2 separate regions of the Mus musculus genome follow, and region 2 is linked to region 1. The links are chromatin contacts, called in public Hi-C maps. All regions are on one chromosome and are shown on one strand. The core of a region is the stretch at or near the end of the contact, and the rest is flanking DNA. Distances in the headings are between cores, read along the strand shown. Region 1 holds the start of Hecw1 (HECT, C2 and WW domain containing E3 ubiquitin protein ligase 1). Region 2 has its middle 33 kb from the start of Mrpl32.

Region 1 (4,113 bases), core at 1,365-3,864:
CTGAAGTTGGAGCTTAAAAATTTTTTTAAGAAATAAACATTATAAGGTCTATAATAAAACCGTGGTTTGCTTCCATTATTTGAGTATAATTGTCTTTCCTGAACTGGCTAACTTTTCTTGCCTCCTTAATCACTTAGCAAAGAAAGCTAGAACTAGAGGGAACTGTAGACTTAACTGGACCAACTCATTTTACACTTGGGGATTGAGACTAAGAGGTTTTTTCTAATGATTACATTTGCCCGTTAAGTATTTGTTCATTAAGAGTCCTATCTAGAGCTGGAAGGCCAAGCCTCACTAGGCTCATCTTTAAAAGGCAAAGTGTGAAGGAGGAAGAGGTGGATGATGCTGTCATATCCATGAACAACAGCAGCTGCATTCCCTCTGCATGATATGCTGCTCCAACTCAGGATGTGGCCTCCTGAACCATGTCAATAATGTCACAATCTGAATAAATTTAGGCAACTGTCTTCGTGAAAATCTGTCCCCCCACAAAAAGAGATCTGTCATTCTGCAAAGAAACCAATTGCACTAGACCAGGATCCTAGTGTGGATCTACCAGAACCTATTTTTTTTAAAAGAAATCCTCCGGACCCGATTTGCCTGTTGGTCTAGGACTTAAAATAGTTCTTCACTTCACCAGTGCCACATTCCAGAGGAGGTAGCAAGCTGAGGGATCAGACAACAGGGAAAACTGCCACAAGCTACGTCTTTACAAACACACACACACACACATTCATATTAGAGTAGGCATGTGGATTGTAATCCCTTCTTAGTGGAAAACACATTTTCAAAATGAATCCCCACGCTAGAGTGAATTACCGTGATAGCCACAGCCGGAGAGTCCCACTGTTGAGAAACTGCAGATCTGGCCACCTGCTTTGAGAAGCTTTGGAACAGCACCGCTGGGGTCTTTTAAAGCTGGTCTTTTCAGGTAGGCACCTACCCTCCTAAACCGCCTTTTAAATTCCAGGAAAAGAGAAGCCACCCCTTATCTTTGAACTATATTGTTCTTCCAGTCTCCACTTCTGCTGAATACAGCATAGTTATCTTTTCAAAGAAAGAAGGAAAACAAGGGAGACTCCCACTGCTGCAGATCCCAGAAGTAAGCCTAAAAAACTACAGCAACGTCAAAAAAAAAAAAAATGTCTTCAGTAGCTAGGAATATCCCGGCATGCTATCTTCTGTTAGCTCAATGCAGACTGAGGCTAGCTGTGGACAGAACCACAGCAAGCTGGGACATCTCTGCAGCCTGTTTTTCTGCCAGCTCCCCACACCCCCTCCCTACCCCCATGTTCTGAATTTGGCAGGGAAGAAGTTACCCTGTCCAGCCTCTGTGCGCAAGATGAACAGACCACACATCCACACTCCCAAAATTAGTCCAGTGCCTGGGAAATTGAGGCTGCAAGGCTGTCAGAAAGCCCTGGAGTGGAGGATGGAGGGCCACTTTGAGCTCTAGGATTTTGCTGCATTGTCATGGCCTGGTAAAGTAGGGAGAATGTGTCGAATCTCCGGCCAAAAATGGACCGGATGCGGCTTTCCCAGCGCCCCCTTGCCTGCCCCCAACCTCCGCCCCTTTCTCTTCCTATGTGCAGGTAACAGTAGGGTAGGCAAAAGGACCAGCTGCTCCCGCTGAAACTCAGGTGGCAGGCCCAGATGAGAGGCACAACGGGCCAGAGATAGGGAGTCGCCTGGGGAACACCCACACCGATCATCTTCCCATCCAGTCACCACCCAGTAGACTGCACCTGGCGGCCGGCTGCAGGAGCCTTTGAGTGAGCACAGAGAGTTCGAGCAGAAACCATGGGATACAATTGTCTAAAAGCCTTGGTTCACAAGGAGTGGGTGTGGGCTGGAAAGGGGGATTACGTAGGTCTCTCCGCCCCCTCCTCTGCCATCTCTTAGCCACTGGGAGGGCGCCCAGGGGCGGAGGAGGCGCTGCGAACCCGTTTGGGGGCTTCTTTGTTTCTCTTCGGGCCCCTATCTGCCGGCTGTACCCAAGCCTTGGGATGCCAGCCCGGCTTGGGCGGCGACCCGCCCCAAGTCAACAATTGAACCTCGCGGGAGAAGAGAGGGTGGGTAAAAGGGTGGATCCCGGCTCTCTGGAGGCAGTGCGCTGCAGGGGCTTCGCAAGGGTGAGGAAGCCGCCCCAGAAAGGGGGTGGGGAGAGGGCAGGGAAGGAGAGGCTGATGGTCTGAGCGTGGCGTCTGCTTACCTTGGCAGCCTCCAACTGGGCACAGATCATGCTCCGGTCCGCACGCAGGTTAGAACCGGGGGTCGCACGTGGCTTGCATAGGTGCCAGGCATTGAGGACCTGGTTTGCTAGTCCTGGGCGATCAGCGTCTTTTGCCTTGCTCTGGCTGCTTCGTATCCTGAGCCAACTATTGTCAGAGCCACCGTCACGGCTGGAGCAGCTCTCGACTGGTGAACCTGTGCGAGCCAGGAGGGGGTCCTCTGGGTCAGAGGCTCGTGGTGTTGCGGCTCAAACAAGGACTCCCAGTGCGTGGCAACGCAGCACACTTTATTGCTTTATCCTTCCTCCCGCATCCCCTCCCTTCCTGCCTGCTCCTCTGTGGGAACCAGACTTGAGAACCAACCAGGAGCCAGGCTTGCTCTCTGTGGCTGTGCTCCGCCCTGCAGCCTCACGCACCCGCACCCTCCTCCTCACCCCTTTAGTATATATATATATATATATGTATGTATATATGTATATATATATATATATATATATATATATATATATATATATATTCTTGTTACTATAGGCCCTATCCTTCCAACACTTAGCACGCGTCCGCGAGGCTTATCTGGAACCAGCCACGGTTCATCAGTTCCTTTGTGTACATGCAAATGTTGTGTTCAGAAAGGATGAGTACCTTCTAGGTAGGTACACTGTGTCAGGTGTTCTCACCTCAATTTCCTTACTTGTCCATTTCACAGATGCAGATACATTGCACAGCATCCTCCAGTATTTTCGCAGCAAGTTCCCCCAAAACAACGTTATGATCACAAATGCCATGCTTGTAAATCGCCCTAGGTATCTATTGTTGATAAGCTTAGCTTTCCAAGCAGGTTTAGTATTAAGCAGTACACATTGTCAAAATAGTAAAATGGAAGTAGGAAAAATGCAAATCTTTATTTGACCAGCCGACCAAGATGCAAAAGAAAGTGAAATGCTGGCCACTGATTTGGTCTAATTTGGGCTTGCTACGTTCACAAAGTGCGAAGGTTCTGAGCACACAACCCCCATAATCCGCAACTCTGTGTTTTTTACAATGCCTTTTTATTTCTACCTATTTTCCTGCCCGGCACTCCCCAGGCAAACTATTTTTCACATCTTAGAGGTGTACCTTTTCCCTTACCCAGGGAACACCCTAGTATTCTTACTATACTTAGTAATGCCTGGTAATTCCTCTTAGTCACCCTGGTAATACCTCTAGCTCCAGAACCTTTTCTTGAAGAGCTGATTGGATATATCTCCATTTATAACAATAAGACAGATGGCTTCTCACTGGTGTTCTTCTTGTTGACCCACCTCTTGCCACTGATTACACTCTTGCAGCAGAACTTTACAGAAGAGGAAACCACGGGAAACCAAGTGAAGCCTCAATTCCCACCCTCCTCCCTCCCCCGGGAGCACCTCCCTTCCAGCCTGCGCTCGTCACTTCAGGTGCCCAGTGATTTCTCAATGGACATTTCCCTCTGTCTGGCAGGAATCTGATTTTCCCACCAGATGAGTTCAACGCTGTCTGTTTTTCAAACCATATCTCAAAAGCCACACAGAACCCTGAGCACACATTTCACCAGATTTGACAGATGAGCTTTGGTATGAAGAAAACCTCCAAGAATGGACTTGGCTGAGGTGCAACAATAAACACCAGAATCAACCAAATGATAATACCAACCAGAAATTTGGAAGAAAAACAAGTAAATCAACAAAAGTCTCTTGTATAAACTAATATTAAAGATTTCTGAAGACACAATTCCAACAAACTGCCACAAAGAATGCTTATTCACCTCAATTAATTGTTAAGTTGTTCAGTCTGATTTTCAGTGTTGCTGCATCTATTTGGCTCAAAGAGATTTTCTTCCTGTTATGTCATGAGGATAGCTTGA
Region 2 (4,480 bases), core at 1,675-4,174, 57 kb after region 1:
TGGAGGAGCTAGAAAAAGTACCCAAGGAGCTAAAGGGGTCTGCAACCCTATAGGTGGTACAACAGTATGAAGTAACCAGTACCCCCAGAGCTCGCGTCTCTAGCTGCATATGTATCAGAAGATGGCCTGGTCGGCCATCATTGGGAAGAGAGGCCCCTTGGTCTTGCAAACTTTATATGCCCCAGTACAGGGGAACGCCAGGGCCAAGAAGTGGGATTGGGTGGGTAGGGGAGTGGGGGGGGGAGGGTCTGGGGGACTTTTGGGATAGCATTTGAAATGTAAATGAAGAAAATACCTAATAAAAAAGAAAAACAAGCAAACAAAAAACCAAAAACTGAAGAAATTAAAAAAAAAAATCATCAGATCTTACTACAAAAGCCTATACTCAACAAAACTGTAAAATCTAGATGAAATGGAAGACTTTTTAGACAGATACCACGTACCAAAATTAAATCAAGTGCAGGTAAATTATCTAAACAGGCCCATATTCCCTAAAGAAATAGAAGTCATTTAAAAGCCTCCCAACCAAAAAAAAGCCCAGGCAAGTTATCTTTAGTGCAGAATTCTACCAGACCTTCAAAGAAGAGCTAATACCAATACTCCTCAAACTATTCCATATAATAGCAACAGAAGAAACACTACCTAATTCCTTCTAAGAAGTCACAGTTACTCTAATATCTAAACCACACAAAGACCCAACAAAGAAAGAGAACTTCAGACCAATTTTACTAATGAATATCAATGCAAAAATACTCAATAAAATTCTTGCAAACAGAATCCAAGAACACATCAAAACCATCATTCACCACAAGATGAAGGTAGGCTTCATCTCAGGGATGCAAGGATGGTTCAATATACGAAAAAAAATCCATTAATGTAATCCACTATATAAACAAACTCAAAGACAAAAATCACATGATCATCTCATTAGATGCTGAAAAAGCATTTGACAAAATAAAACACCCTTATGTTAAAAGTATTAGAGAAATCAGGAATCCAAGGCCCCTACCTGTGTTAGTCAGGGATTCTATTCCTGCACAAACATCATGACCAAGAAGTAAGTTGGGGAGGAAGGGGTTTATTCGGCTTACACTTCCAAACCACTGTTCATCACTAAAGGAAGTTAGGACTGGAACTCAAGCAGGGCAGGAAGCAGGAGCTGATGCAGAGGTCATGGAGGGATGTTTCTTACTGGCTTGCTTCCCCTGGCTTGCTCAGCTTGCTTTCTTATAGAACCCAAGACTACCAGCCCAGAGATGGTACCATCCACAAGGGACCCTCCCCACCCCTTGATCACTAATTGAGAAAATGCTCCACATCTGGATCTCATGAAAGCACTTCCCCAACTGAAACTCCTTTCTCTGTGATATCTCCAGCTTGTGTCAAGTTGACACACAAAACCAGCCAGTACACCTACCTAAACATAATAAAATCAATATAAAGCAAACCATCAGCCAATATCAAATTAAATGGAGAGATACTTGAAGCAATCCCACTAAAATTAGGGACAAGATAAGGCTGCCCATTCTTTCTGTATCTATCCAATATAGTACTCAAAATTCTAGCTAAAGCAATTAGACATCAAAAGAATATTAATGGAATACAAATTAGAAAACAAGAAGTCAAGATATCACTAATTGCAGATGACATGTTAGCATACATAAGCGACCCCAAAAATTCTACCAGAGAGCTCCTACAGCTGATAAACAATAGCCTTCCTTTATACAAATGATAAACAGGCTGAAAAAGACAATAGGGAAACAACACTCTTCAAATAGCCACAAATAGTATAAATTATCTTGGGGTACCAAGCAAGTGAAAGATCTGTATGACAGGAACTTCAAATCTCTGAAAAAAGGAATTAAAGAACTTAGAAGATGGAAAGATCTCTCATGCTCATGTTGGTAGGATTAACATAGTGAAAATGGTCATCTTACCAAAAGCAATCTACAGGTTCAATGCAATCCCCATCAAGACTCCAACACAGTTCTTCACAGACATGGAAAGAGCAATTCTCAATTTCATATGAAAAATAAAAAAGCAGGATAGTGAAAATAATTCCTTACAATAAAAGAACTTCTGGGGGAAACAACATCCTTGACCTCAAACTGTACTACAGAGCAATAATGATAAAAAACCATGTGGTATCGGTACAGAGACAGATAGGTAGATCAATTGAATAGAATTGAAGACACAGAAATAAGTCCACTTGATCACTTATAGACACTTGATCTTTGACAAAGAAGCCAAAAGTATGCAAAGGAAAAAATAAAAGCATCTTTAATAAATGGTGCTGGTCCAACTGGCAGTCTGTATGTAGTGAAGGCAAGAGGAAAGACATCTCTTTCCTTCATAGTGAAGGTAAGAGGAAAGACAATTAGTGTCTATGTATAATAGGTGACAATTCCCCTACTAGACATCACAGTCTCAAAAGTAAAAAGCCTGATGCCAAAAAAGTTATTTCATATGTAGTTGTTGACTAGTGTAGTCCATAGATCTCCAGACATTGTAGGCTATTGTAAATGCTTTTGGTTACCCTCCAGCACTTGAGAATAAGACCTTTCTGAGGACACCACATACCTGAGTCTTTGACTGAGACTAATTTACTGATTTAAAAGGCAAAAGGAAGAAAGAGGAGACAAATCTGAGTGAGTAGAGAAGGGACTGGTGGGTCTGGGAAGAGCTTGAGGGCTATAAACAAGATCAAAAGAGACTGAGTTAAAATCTCACTGAATTAATAAACATGTTTTTCTATAAAAGAAAGGAAATTTCTATTTCTACTGAGCACTGGTTACGCAGTAGGCACGGGTTGAAATATATTAGTGAATTTGCCTCCATTTGTTACTGCTATGCTCTTTTAACTAGTAAGTGAGAAGTTGGGGGATGGATTCAAACTGTCCCTTCTGTTGCTATGGAGTTGTTTCTCACCGCTATCAAAGCCTTCTGGTTGGCAAATCACATGACTTTTGCCTGCAAAGTCTATTTGTGGCTGCTTCTTGAGCAGAATGCCTGAAATTTAGAAGCCACTGTCCAGTTTGTCTATTTTCTAGACTCTGCCTTTTTCTTTTGCCTGCTTCTGGAGTTGGTTCAACCTATTTGCTCCTTTATGTAACCTTTGCCTAGAGAAAAGGAAAATTCTGAGGTTGATATGATTGTTCATTAGAAGGCCTGGAGAGATGTTGTGACAGAGGGCACTTATTTAGCCTAGCTTTATAGAACATTTTCTGATTTCATGGATCCTTGGAATTTCCATTATAAAAGGAGCTGAAAGATGATCTACATTCATTTATTTGTTCCTGTTTTCAATTAGAGTCAAAAGTAAGTATATTAGATATACTTTATTGGTTTCTAGGAAAAAGACCTACTATTGTATATCATGCCTTGCAATTATTTATGTCATTGTAATTTATAAAAGGAAAAAACAGATGTAATATCTATAATGTTTTCCCTTTTAGCAAAGAACCTCAAGAGGTACAAACAATCCATTATTGCAAGGCTAATCCCTTCCAATATTGGTTAAAAATTATTATTCCTCCACCAAAACTTGCAAAGGCAAAGGACCTAGCAGTGCTGAGTATTTAAGAGCTTGGAGTAACCTTCGGACCATTGTGTAATGGACATAGGGTCTATGAAAACATTTACAGCCATTTTACCACCTACCTTTTAAAAATCTTACTAAACACAGGGAAGAAAGGGTTTTGCTATGAGGTTCTGATTCCTAGAAATGGCAGAAGTTAAGTCTCATCAACATGGCTATCTAGACATGAGCTAAACAAGAACAACAGCAATTGTCATACTAACAGGAAGAGCTCAGGAGGTCTCAGTCCTACACAAAGAGCTAAATATTCTTCCCCAGAGAACACACAATTTGGTTATATGCTACTAAGTGATCAGCCTTGTAATCATATATACATAAAAGTAACATTATACAGACTGAGCAGGTTATATTCATGTATTTTGGAATAGTACATATACAGTCATATATACATATATACATATGTGTGTGTATGTGTGTGTGTGTATACACATATACAACTGAAGGAAAAAAAAGGTCATGAATTTGAGTGAAAGCTATGGGGGGGGTGGTACATGGGAGGCTTTGGAGGAAAGAAATGAAAGAGTGAAATGACATAATCTCAAAAAAATAAAGAAAAGTATTTTTAAACCCCTACTATAAAAAGTATCCTTCATGGCTCCTCCCAGGCTTGCGTGCTATTATCTGAGCCCATGCTCCCTCTTCCTTTACTGCCCCTAAGACATTCTGAATGAAATTACAGAAAATAAAAGGCTATGCGAGAGAGTTATTTTGATGTTGTTGTGTAAATATTTACTTTGATTGAATGTGCACTTCTGGGTGGGAAGAAGAGATGCCTGTAACTCAAGAAGCTAAGAAAACCTAACAATCTCAAAAAGCTTCGGAAACTTACAAAACTCAAAAAGGTTGGAAAACAAAGAACTCAGAACGTTCAGAAAGTTACAA

What was found. Hi-C and Micro-C count contacts between places; a contact is called where the count stands out from the background.
Region 2: a Hi-C map of cortical neurons shows a contact between it and region 1, with 1.6 times the contacts expected there. The contact joins the enhancer-like site here to the promoter of Hecw1 in region 1. A contact is called at or near these places in 2 of 39 promoter capture datasets (embryonic stem cells and trophoblast stem cells), 1 of 15 datasets of contacts at CTCF or cohesin (the NIH/3T3 cell line), 3 of 484 Hi-C or Micro-C datasets (cerebral cortex, cortical neurons and olfactory sensory neurons), 1 of 115 datasets of contacts at active chromatin or transcription factors (forebrain) and 1 of 9 other capture datasets (adipose tissue).

The regions. Positions count from the first base shown.
Region 1 is chr13:14,520,612-14,524,724 of GRCm38.p6, forward strand. It overlaps Hecw1 (HECT, C2 and WW domain containing E3 ubiquitin protein ligase 1), which reads right to left and starts at 2,615. Exons shown (of 29, transcript NM_001081348.3): 1 at 2,213-2,615. Gm30893 (a long non-coding RNA gene) reads left to right here and starts at 1,984. Exons shown (of 2, transcript XR_382090.4): 1 at 1,984-2,072; 2 at 2,938-3,889.
Region 2 is chr13:14,577,662-14,582,141 of GRCm38.p6, forward strand. No RefSeq gene overlaps it. Among named protein-coding and RNA genes, the nearest start is that of Mrpl32, 33 kb to the right of the region's middle. Within about 2 kb of position 2,925, at least 2 of the 459 cell types and tissues checked have an H3K27ac peak or open chromatin away from gene starts, as enhancers often do. A contact at or near this core is called in cortical neurons, where this site is marked.